2 separate regions of the Mus musculus genome follow, and region 1 is linked to region 2. A link is a contact called in public HiCAR-type data. All regions are on one chromosome and are shown on one strand. Each heading gives the region's core, a stretch centred on a gene start, on an enhancer-like site or on the middle of the called end of the contact. The rest is flanking DNA. Distances are from core to core; before and after follow the strand shown.

The links. HiCAR-type assays count read pairs that join an accessible place to other places.
Region 1: a contact with region 2 is called in a HiCAR-type map of astrocytes, with 2.4 times the contacts expected there. The contact joins two enhancer-like sites. A contact is called at or near these places in 1 of 115 datasets of contacts at active chromatin or transcription factors (astrocytes) and 1 of 9 other capture datasets (embryonic trunk).

What each region holds. Positions count from the first base shown.
Region 1 is chr3:9,488,940-9,493,938 of GRCm38.p6, forward strand. All of the region lies in intron 2 of Zfp704 (zinc finger protein 704), which reads right to left. Among named protein-coding and RNA genes, the nearest start is that of C030034L19Rik, 88 kb to the left of the region's middle. Within about 2 kb of position 3,367, at least 24 of the 459 cell types and tissues checked have an H3K27ac peak or open chromatin away from gene starts, as enhancers often do. A contact at or near this core is called in astrocytes, where this site is marked.
Region 2 is chr3:8,864,065-8,868,946 of GRCm38.p6, forward strand. The region is part of intron 2 of Mrps28 (mitochondrial ribosomal protein S28); the gene reads right to left. Among named protein-coding and RNA genes, the nearest start is that of Gm52600, 34 kb to the right of the region's middle. Within about 2 kb of position 2,612, at least 132 of the 459 cell types and tissues checked have an H3K27ac peak or open chromatin away from gene starts, as enhancers often do. A contact at or near this core is called in astrocytes, where this site is marked.

The DNA.
Region 1 (4,999 bases), core at 2,117-4,616, 630 kb after region 2:
GCAAGCTGGATACCAGTGTCATGCCCTTAGCAAGCTGGATCAAGGTGTGCATCAGGAAAGGATGCCTCTCGTGCCCGTGAGTTCAGACAGCTCTGTGACAGGTGTCCAGTCCTCAGCAGAGGCTATCACTCTCTGACATCACCTAGTAGTGGCTCCTAGTACATTTCTGATCTCAATTCAAATCACTAGCTGTTCGGTGTTCTAGCCTCCTAGTGAAAGACATCAGAGACCACAGCTAAGTAGGAAGTGGGAGACTAGATGCTGATGACAATTCTGATGGCTCTGATGGTCATGGCCAGCCATATAGCAACAGCAGACACAGCAGACTCACTACCATTCTTAGTAGGACAAACTAAAAGGGCAAGGCCCTAGAGCATGATGTAAACTCGGTGACTTCTGCTAAAGTAAATGGGCTGGCCTCGTGTGTGATAGCCATTTCGGATAAACATGCATGCAGATTATGAGGAGACAGTGAAAGTAATGGTCCTATCAGCAACTCTTCCCTGTGATAGCCACTTCCTAAGTGACAAAAATCCGGATGTAGTTTACTGCTGGAAAGCTCGATGTCATGAAAGACAGGTGTCTTGAAGGTCTAGGCATGTGTGAGAGATGAATGAGAGGGTCATCAAGATTGGCCTGGCTCCAAAGCCACCGGAGCCTTCCACTCTCTGTCACCAGCCTCACGGAGTCTTTATCATCACTATTCCCTGAAAGGCACCTCCTTTCTTAGATGATCCAGTTTAGAAAGTTCTCTGCAAGCCGGCAGTGGTGGCGCACGCCTTTAATCCCAGCACTCGGGAGGCAGAGGCAGGTCAGCCTGGTCTACAGAGTGAGTTCCAGGACAGCCAAAACTACACAGAGAAACCCTGTTTGGGGGGGGGGCAGAAAAGAAAGTTCTCTGCATTAAAACACCATGCCAGTCTCTTCCTTATATTCTAGGAAGACAGAGACCAGTTTGGACCCCTTTTCCATAGCAAGCACCAATCTGAAATGACAGACCAGAATGCCTGTAAGCCCTTTCCTTTTTCAAATGGGCTAACCACCCCATGTGCTTTGACTGTTTCACCTCAACAGTCTAAATGTCTAAACTTGTGCTGGACTTCTATGGGTGAAGTAAACTACTTCTGTCTTCTATGCAGAATGGAACCCAGGATTACTAATCTGACGGGACCTAGGCACTGTGAAGGAGACTCTATTCAAGGTGTGTGTGCATGGGGGGTGTAAGTTTTTAACAACAGATTGATTGAGAGCTATGTAAAATTTATACAGACAAACATGAATGACTTTAGAAGTCAGTGGCTTGTAGCATACTAACGGTGTTCTGCAACTGTCACCTCTTCTAAGACATTGCCATCATCCCAGAAAGAGCGTCCATCCTCCAGCCTCTGCTGATACCATCCACTCACGGTCTCTACAGATTTGCCTAGCCTGGTCGCTTCACATGAATGCAGTTTTACCATGAGATAATCTGTGATCAGCTTCTGACGTGTAACACAGTGTTTCTGGTGTTCACTGTGCTGAAGCAAGTACCTCACTTGTATTATGGACATACAGAGCTGCACCATATGCAAGCCACATTTTATTTGCCCACTTATGAGTTGGTGGGGAGCATCTGAGCTATGTCTACTTGTACTTTATGAACATGTAGAAATTTGTGTGGGGGCAAATGTAAGTCGAACTGCTGGGACACACAGTAATTCTGAGTTCAACTACTGCCCACAGCAGCTGTACCTCTTACCAACTGCCCAGTCCCGCACCCCGTCTTTCCAACGTTTGTTAGGGTCCATCTTTTGAGTCACACCATCATTCCTCCATCAGTCACAGCTCTGACCTGATGACTAACGATGCTGAGCGTCTTCACAGCAGTCCCATTTCTGATTGCTTATCTTTAACAGAAAAGTTACTCAAGTCCTTTGCTCATTCCTTAAAATTACATTGTTTTTTAATTAATAAGTCGTAAATATTCTGGATGTTATACATACTCTTTGTGTCTTTATTTTCTTTATTTTCTTGGTAGTGTCCTTTTCTGCATTGAATTTTAAGCTTTAATAAAGTAAAGTTTCAGTTGTCTTCCCATTGTTGCTTAAGCTTCTAAGACCATATTTAAGAGACCACAAGTAAATCCAAGGTCATTAAATTTACTCCCCTTTTGCTCTAAGAGCTGGATAGTTTTATCCTTTACATTTCGGCATTTGATATATTTTGAGTTACATCCATGTACAGTTCCATACAGGAGACCTTGTTCATTTGTTTATAGCTCTCCAACGGCCTGCACAGCACCTGTTAAGGGACAGTTCCTTGTTGAAATGAACTGTGACAGGGGACCCATTCCTAGTAACAATTTAGACATTTGCTTTCTGAGCTGTTGACTCGTGCTGAGTTTGTTTGGTCCCCCTAGGTCCCTTAAGTGACTCACAGGTGTCACTGTTAAACAGGTTTCCATCCATTCTGCCCTTGTACAGATGGTAATTGCGGCAGAATTTCGTCTGGTCATTTCGGAAGGTGTAAAGTACAGAAGTGTTTATTTAGTACAGCATTCCAAGACTCCATCATCTGTATTCTCGGTTACTACAATCAGTCACAGGATACAAGTCAACTTTGTATCAGACTATGGAAGTAGAAACTGGTGAATTAGGTCACATGCCTGCCATTGTGAGGCAGACATAGAGATGACAGATAATACAGAAGTCAAGCCATGGGCAAGATGATTTCAAACTGCCAGGCATCAGGAGTCCCGTTAAAGTACCATTCCCATAACATGTCTTCATGGATTTATGTCTTCACCATCGCCTTAGATAAGGGCCATGTCTACATATCGCTGTGTAAGATTTACTTCAGTGAGGCCTGTACTCCAGGCGCCCTCCTTAAATCTGATACTGACAGCAAGGAGGTCACTCCTTTAGTCCTGCTGAGAGGGATGTACTCTGTGATGTCTGTGGGTCTCACCCAATAGCTGTCTGGTTCTGGGGCTTTAGGGAAAGGCATGAAGTAGCAGTCTGCATAAAAATGTTCCCCATAGACTCACATATTTGAATGCTTAGTCATCAGGGTGTGGCATTATTTAGAAGGATTAGGAAGTGTGGCCTTGTTGGAGGAAGAGTGTCATTAGGGAAGTGGCTTTAGGTTTCAGAAGCCCAAGCCAGGCATGGTGACTCTCTCTTTCTCTCTTGCAGTCTGTGGATCATGATGTAGAACTCTCAGCTACCATCTGCCATGATGAAAATGGACGAACATTGTGAAACTGTAAGCCAGGCCCAATGAAATGCTTTTCTTTATAAGAGTTGCTGTGGTCACGTCTCTACACGGCAACAAAACACAGGCTAAGACACATGACAAACTCCAACTGACCATTTGTTACACTAATGAGGCCTGCTGCCAGTCAAAGGCAGCACAAATAGGGCTCAATGAGTCATTCTTTTAAAAGAATACCAGTAGCAGGGTGAGCCTGGAGGAGTTATGGATAAATATGAACATAACACAATGTGCAAAATTCTCTAAGACTCAGATAAGAACACAGGTTAAAAAGAGGACCGCCTAACGTTGCTGTGACTTTCCCCCATGTAACTAATGCTAGCTGCTGGAGTGTGGGACACTGTCAGAGCATGGGACCACATCTCAGAGTGTGGGACCACAGTGTTCAAGAGCAGCCAGTTATATCCAGCTTGTTCCCTCTTTAAGAATCAATGTCTGCAGAATGTTCGATCAGCCAGATGAGGTAAATGTTTGATTATTTGAATGTTCCAGAAGAAAATTCTTTCCTTGAACCTGTATCACCCAAGAAGAAAACACATTTATGTGGACGAGAACAGTCCTGTCTCTAGAGCCCAAACCAGTGGCTGACATGGGGATCCAATAAGAGTTTGGGTAATGAACAGGCAAATGGATGCAAATTCCACACTCTCTACAACCTTATTTCTCTTATAGGATGTGTGTGTGTGTGTGTGTGTGTGTGTGTGTGTGAGAGAGAGAGAGAGAGAGAGAGAGAGAGAGAGAGAGAGAAGGGGGGAGATAGATAGGCAGACAGACAGACAGAGGCAGAGAGACAGAGTGTGAGTTATCCAGAAGGCATGATATCCTGAGGTACCAAGCTGAGGTTTTTGTGGTTGTTGTTTGATCTTGCTGTAATTCTTTCATTCTCAATAAGTCACTGACTAAGGCTCTCAGGTAACATTAATAAGTGCTATGACTTTGGGGTACCTCTGCACAAACCTGATTCACAGCTGCCCTAAGGAGCCCCTCTAGCCAGCTCACTGCGTGTCCACTGAGCTTTTCCTAACTTCACATATTCACATGTGGAGTAGTCTTCAAAAAACCCATTCCTCCAAAACTTTAAGTTTTCCTTGTGATCATTACATTCCACCTGATTGACAGATTCTCTTGTGAGTGCACTGGCAGCACACTGGCCCACTTTAGGTTATGGCGGGACGTGGCGGAGAAGGGGGAGCGTGCCTGGACTCTGGGATTTCAGTATAAATATTTTGCTCAACAACAACAAAAATCTATTATAATTGCCTTTCTATTCTGCTAGTTGCCTCCCACAGAAGTCAGGCTTAATATTCATCAGCTGAACGGATTCCACAGAAACAATAGTGATTTCTAAAATGAAAAGAATAATGGATGAACACTGGTTTTATTTCATGGCTGTAAAAATCAAAACTCTGACTCACCAAATTAAATTACTCATTAAGATCTAAGTGAAACAACTGTACTCTGCATTCAGGTACTGAGGCTGCCAGACAGAGATGAGGTGATGTTGCAAAGAGATCATTCGATCCCTGTGCCACCCCACTGGGCAGAAGCAGCAGATATAGCTAGGATCACTCGTTTTTAAGAGAGAAGCCATGCGTATGGAGCTCAATACAGATTGTCTGTTCTCTCCTTTGACCATGTGGGTTCTGGGACTCAAACTCAGGTCATCAGGCTGAGCAACAAGTACCTTACTACTGAATCAGCTCACACACTCTGGGATCACTAGTAATGTCTTAAGCCTACACAAGAT
Region 2 (4,882 bases), core at 1,362-3,861:
AGACCCAGGCCATAACACTGTCTAACCTCTCCACCCTAGTCTTCCGAGGGAGGAAGACTCGAGGCCACTCGGTAACCTGAGCGCTTCCAACCTCACGTGAGAAGAGCTCTACGGGAAGATAACAATAGCTAAATTGCAATTCGGGAGGAATGCAGAAAATTGAATAGTTGGACTGACTGTCTTCTCTTTCCGACATCAGAGTGAGTACCCCAGTACACAAACGATTGCTTGCTTCTTAGTCCATGATCTCTAGCAACAGACCCCTGCTTCTAGCTTCCTAGTACCACCGACGCAATTCCCAATCAACTAAAGCTAGTCAAGGGCCAGGTCTATGTCCTTATTTTACAGAAATGGTACTTTCTTCTCAACCTTATGCAGATCCAATTCCTCGTCCTTATAACTCCTATATATCTACAGTGTACAAAAAGAGCACCAAGGCGGACTGCTGTCTCAAAGACTGTCATGGATGCAGACAAGAACATCCCTATCTGGTAACAACAGAAGTTTTCACACCTAAAGACTGCCACAATATGGCCCAAACAAAAGGGTAACTTAATTAATTGCTGGCCAAGAGCCATGTTCCTACCAAATCAGGGCATCTACAAGATGACATATGGTTTGTTATTTCTAACAAATATGAAAAGCCTTTTGAAGTGATTATCTGTGAAAATCATTCTATATGTAACATAGCATTAAAGAAGTGAAAATATTTTTTAAAAATCAGATTTCTCTCCAAAAATTTGAAAACCATTTTCATTTTAAGAAGTACCCACAACTGCATGCACTTGCAGCTGTCTTAACTCTACCATGTTCTACATACAGGATGGCAGCTTCACTTAGTAACATTAACACAGAACAGTATTTTCAAAACAGAACTACAAGTTCTCAATGGCCCACTTTGTTGAGAGAGAGAGAGAACATTTTGTGTATTAACTGTATCCTATTATTCACTGTATAAAATCTTACCACTATGTTGTGTTTTTTAAACATGTGCTTGTGGTAAGGATAGTATAAAAATAAATGCATTTGGCCTTACTTCCCTACAGATAAGAATTTATATTCCTCATCATCATCTTTGGTATCTTACATGTAAGAAGGTCAAATATCATCCTCCCAATGACCACTACATACAGTACAGTACAGCCACCTCCTGCCTTATTCTGTGATGAACAAAGAAAGGAACCTGCCTGTAGGACTGGTCCACAGGCAATTCCAACCTGAGGGTATCCTGAGTGCTTTCTCAACAAGGCCAACAACACAACTTTTAACTAACGTTAGGAAGAGACTGCATCCCCAAAGGCAAGTGACACAAACTGCAAACCTTAGACAACCTTGAAGTGGCCCTAGACCTTGAAGTCTGGTTCTCTTATGCCCTCCAGGACTCTCACCTCTGAGAACTTCACCATGCCCTAGTGAAAGCATGAAATAGAACAAAGACAATACGCCATCCACTCTCAAAGAGCAGCCCACCACCTCACGGCCCACCACCTCCTAGGGGTTTAATAAATACTAAGACTGATGAGCTGTGCAGATGAGCGAAACCTGACTGCAGTGAATTTAAGTAATAAGAGTAGATTTTCACACTAAAGTAAAACATAGTTGAATATTTTCTTTTCTTTTCCATCGTGAAACTGGTTCTTTCCCATAGGACGTAGAGGATGTGATGCTTAAAGGCAGCTGTTTTGAAATTTTTTGCTTCAGACCATCTTGCACTAGGGAAGACACAGTGGGTTAAAGCAAACAAACGAACACCACCGAGTTCCCAGAGCAGCATGGTGCCCCGGTCATCTAGGATAGAAATGTAACAGTTAGCTTTATTTTCTACTACTTTAACTCAACCAAGATTACTCAGGCTGGAGCCATGCTAAGGCACCATGTTATCAATGGAAACACGCAAACATCTGTGGCTAAGGCGTGTCTACCTTATTCATCTTTTACTCATCCTGATCCATTATCTATTTTCAGTTAAAAATCATTAAAATCCAGCATGCAAGAATCTAAACACAGAACAAAAAGAACCTATTTTTCCCATGGGGGCAGTGAGCAGATGTCAATAGCTGCAGCTGTGACTATATAATTACCTGTTTGCATTAACACGGACCACAGTTTAGATTTAATAGGTCAGATGACAATACAGCAAAATGCATGGAGCCTATGATTACCCCTTTCCAAACATTCTCTCACTCACAACTTCGACCCTGGGAACATAGCAGCCACAGACTTAGGTCAATAAGAAACACTGGCCAGCACAATAGGCCTTGCCTCAAACAGTGCTGTTGACAGACAGCAGCACAAAGGAAATGAATAGAGCCCCCTCAGTTCTCACACAGAGCGCAGAGTGACTCAGTGCACTGCTGCTTTGCTGCTCTGTTTGAACAGTGTATACAGCTTTTGTCCTCAGCCACTGTTCACAGCTCAATGGGGGCTAAAGAGCCTAGGAAGTGAAGGCGGAAGAATGCTGCACACTTGTCCCCTTGGCCAGCAGTTGTACCCATATGTACATGACAGGTCAAGAGAGAGCTGGGAAGTCAGTAGGTAAGACTTCTTACCCCAGTGAAGTCAGTTTTGCATTAAAATAGAGCTAGGGCCAAACAGTCCAGTCACTGAGTTTGGTGCTGACAGGGTACTGAGTCAAGCACTGTTGTTGCTCTTTTATACTTCTTTCGTTTCTGTCATACTTCTCTTATGAATCACTTACAACCCCCCCATCTCCTCTCATCCCCCTCCCCCATCGCCTCTCATCCCCCCCATCTCCTCTCATCCCCCTCCCCCATCTCCTCTCATCCCCCTCCCCCATCTCCTCTCATCCCCCTCCCCAAGCTTCTGTTAAGTACAAAGAGAAGTCTGGACTGGCTCAAAGAAGAGAAGCGAAGTAGGCCGTGTGCCAGTAGAGAATGCAGGAACAGGGCTGAAGGCCATTGAGAGGGCAAGGTTCTGGTAGTGCTCTGAGGCCGCCCCAGACTGGCAGAAGCCTTTCTGGTCTGTTTTTTACATGTATGTTAACATGCCCCAAGCACATGCACGCCTCTCTTCCTGCATCTTTCTTAGGTTAATCGGGTATAAAACTAAAGCACCTAAGTCAGAAGTCAAACAGCGTCACTACAGACCAACGGCTTCCATTGACTTAAACGGCTTGCTTGACAAAGGCCAAGAAACTCCAGCTAGATCAAAGCACCAACTCACGTCCTAAGTAAATGTCCCTTCCCTAACCAAAGATGTCTTGGGAGGTTTATCTGAACTTAAGCATGCATGCTGTAGGGTTCAACTACACTCTAATCTGGTTCTACCAATTGTCACTTCTGTTATTTCTTCATTTAAAAATTAAGGTCTTAATTTTCCTCATCTGCAATAGACATGTCCAACTATTCAACTATTTCTTTTCTTCCCCTCCTCCCCCCCCCCCCCCCCGGTGATTTTGAGACAGGGTTTTTCTGTGTAGCCCTGGTTGTCCTGGAACTCACTCTGTAGACCAGGCTGGCCTCGAACTCAGAAATTCGCCTGCCTCTGCCTCCTGAGTGCTGGGATTAAAGGCGTGTGCCACCACACCTGGCGTACCAACTATTTCTTAATTTTAAAATGTCACTTATTGAAAGGCTACAGTATTATAATTCAAAATATGCATATACTGTATACTGATAACATCAGGATAATGACTGTCTCCTTTCCAGGCATCATCATCTCTGTGTTAGGAGCCTATAAACATCTCCTGGAGTAATCTGAAGTACATGAAGAGCTGCTGTATACTAGAGGTATGCTAGTGTGCTGTAAAACATTAGTGCAATCTCCTTCATGTGCTTTGCCCACCTTCACGCTCTCTAGCCGCCCCTCCCCCGCCATGGGAGCCTAGCCTCCCCAGCTGCTAGCTACACTCTTACTCTGTGTCAATAAATAATCATTGAGATAATAATAATACCTGCTGCCTTGGCTCCTGTGAGGACAAAAGAGGTTATTATGTGTGACGGACCTAACAGCCTGGCACCAGGCAAGCATTCCTGAAATGTTGTCTGCAAGTTTAACCCCAATTGCTACTAGGACCACTTTCAAATTCTACAGCTAGTGTTAACAATCACATCCTCTTGCACCTCCTCAGCCAAGGGACTAATGCATTCATGACCCAACAGGAAATGTATTTCCAGATGACTGAGATTGCTACATCTTGTGTCCATGAAGATATTCATTTACTAAGAGACTGTTTTCTGCTAGTAAACTGATTCCAGTTTTATGGTCCCTGCATCTGTGACATAGATACTACACACAAACATATTAATAGTGAAATGTATGCATATATGGGAGGGGTGCATGCTCACATGTGTGTGTGCCTGTGTATGCATTTGTAGAAGCCAGAAGAAGATCATGGATGTCCTGCTCTGTCATTCTCTATCTTGTTTCCATGAAACAGTGAGAAGCTGGAGCTAGGCTCAGCCAGCAAGCCCTAACAACCCTACCGCTCACTGTCTCCCTGGGCAGCCATAGGGTTGGAGGTGCACAGCCATGAGCAGGTTCTTATGCTGAACAGCAAGTGTTCTTACCTACCAAGCCATCTCGCTACCCACTAACATAAAACTTTATATACATGATTTAACATTTCCACCCGATCTAAATCAATGTCCAGCCTAACAGTTACAGCGGCAAGATGGCTCGGTGGATGAGTTTGATCCCTGGAACCCACCGGGTGGAAGAGGAGAAAGGAATCCTGAAAATTGTTCTCAGATCTCCAAACATGCATGTCCACATGCAGAAACACGCTGAAAAGACAAAAGATGAATGTTTGGCTCACCCATTTCATTGATACTCCTAGGAAGGCAACTGGGACTCGTCACACATATGCTTAACAAGGCAAAGGAGGCACTGCTGTAGAAGGTCTGGCACAGCAGCAAACCAG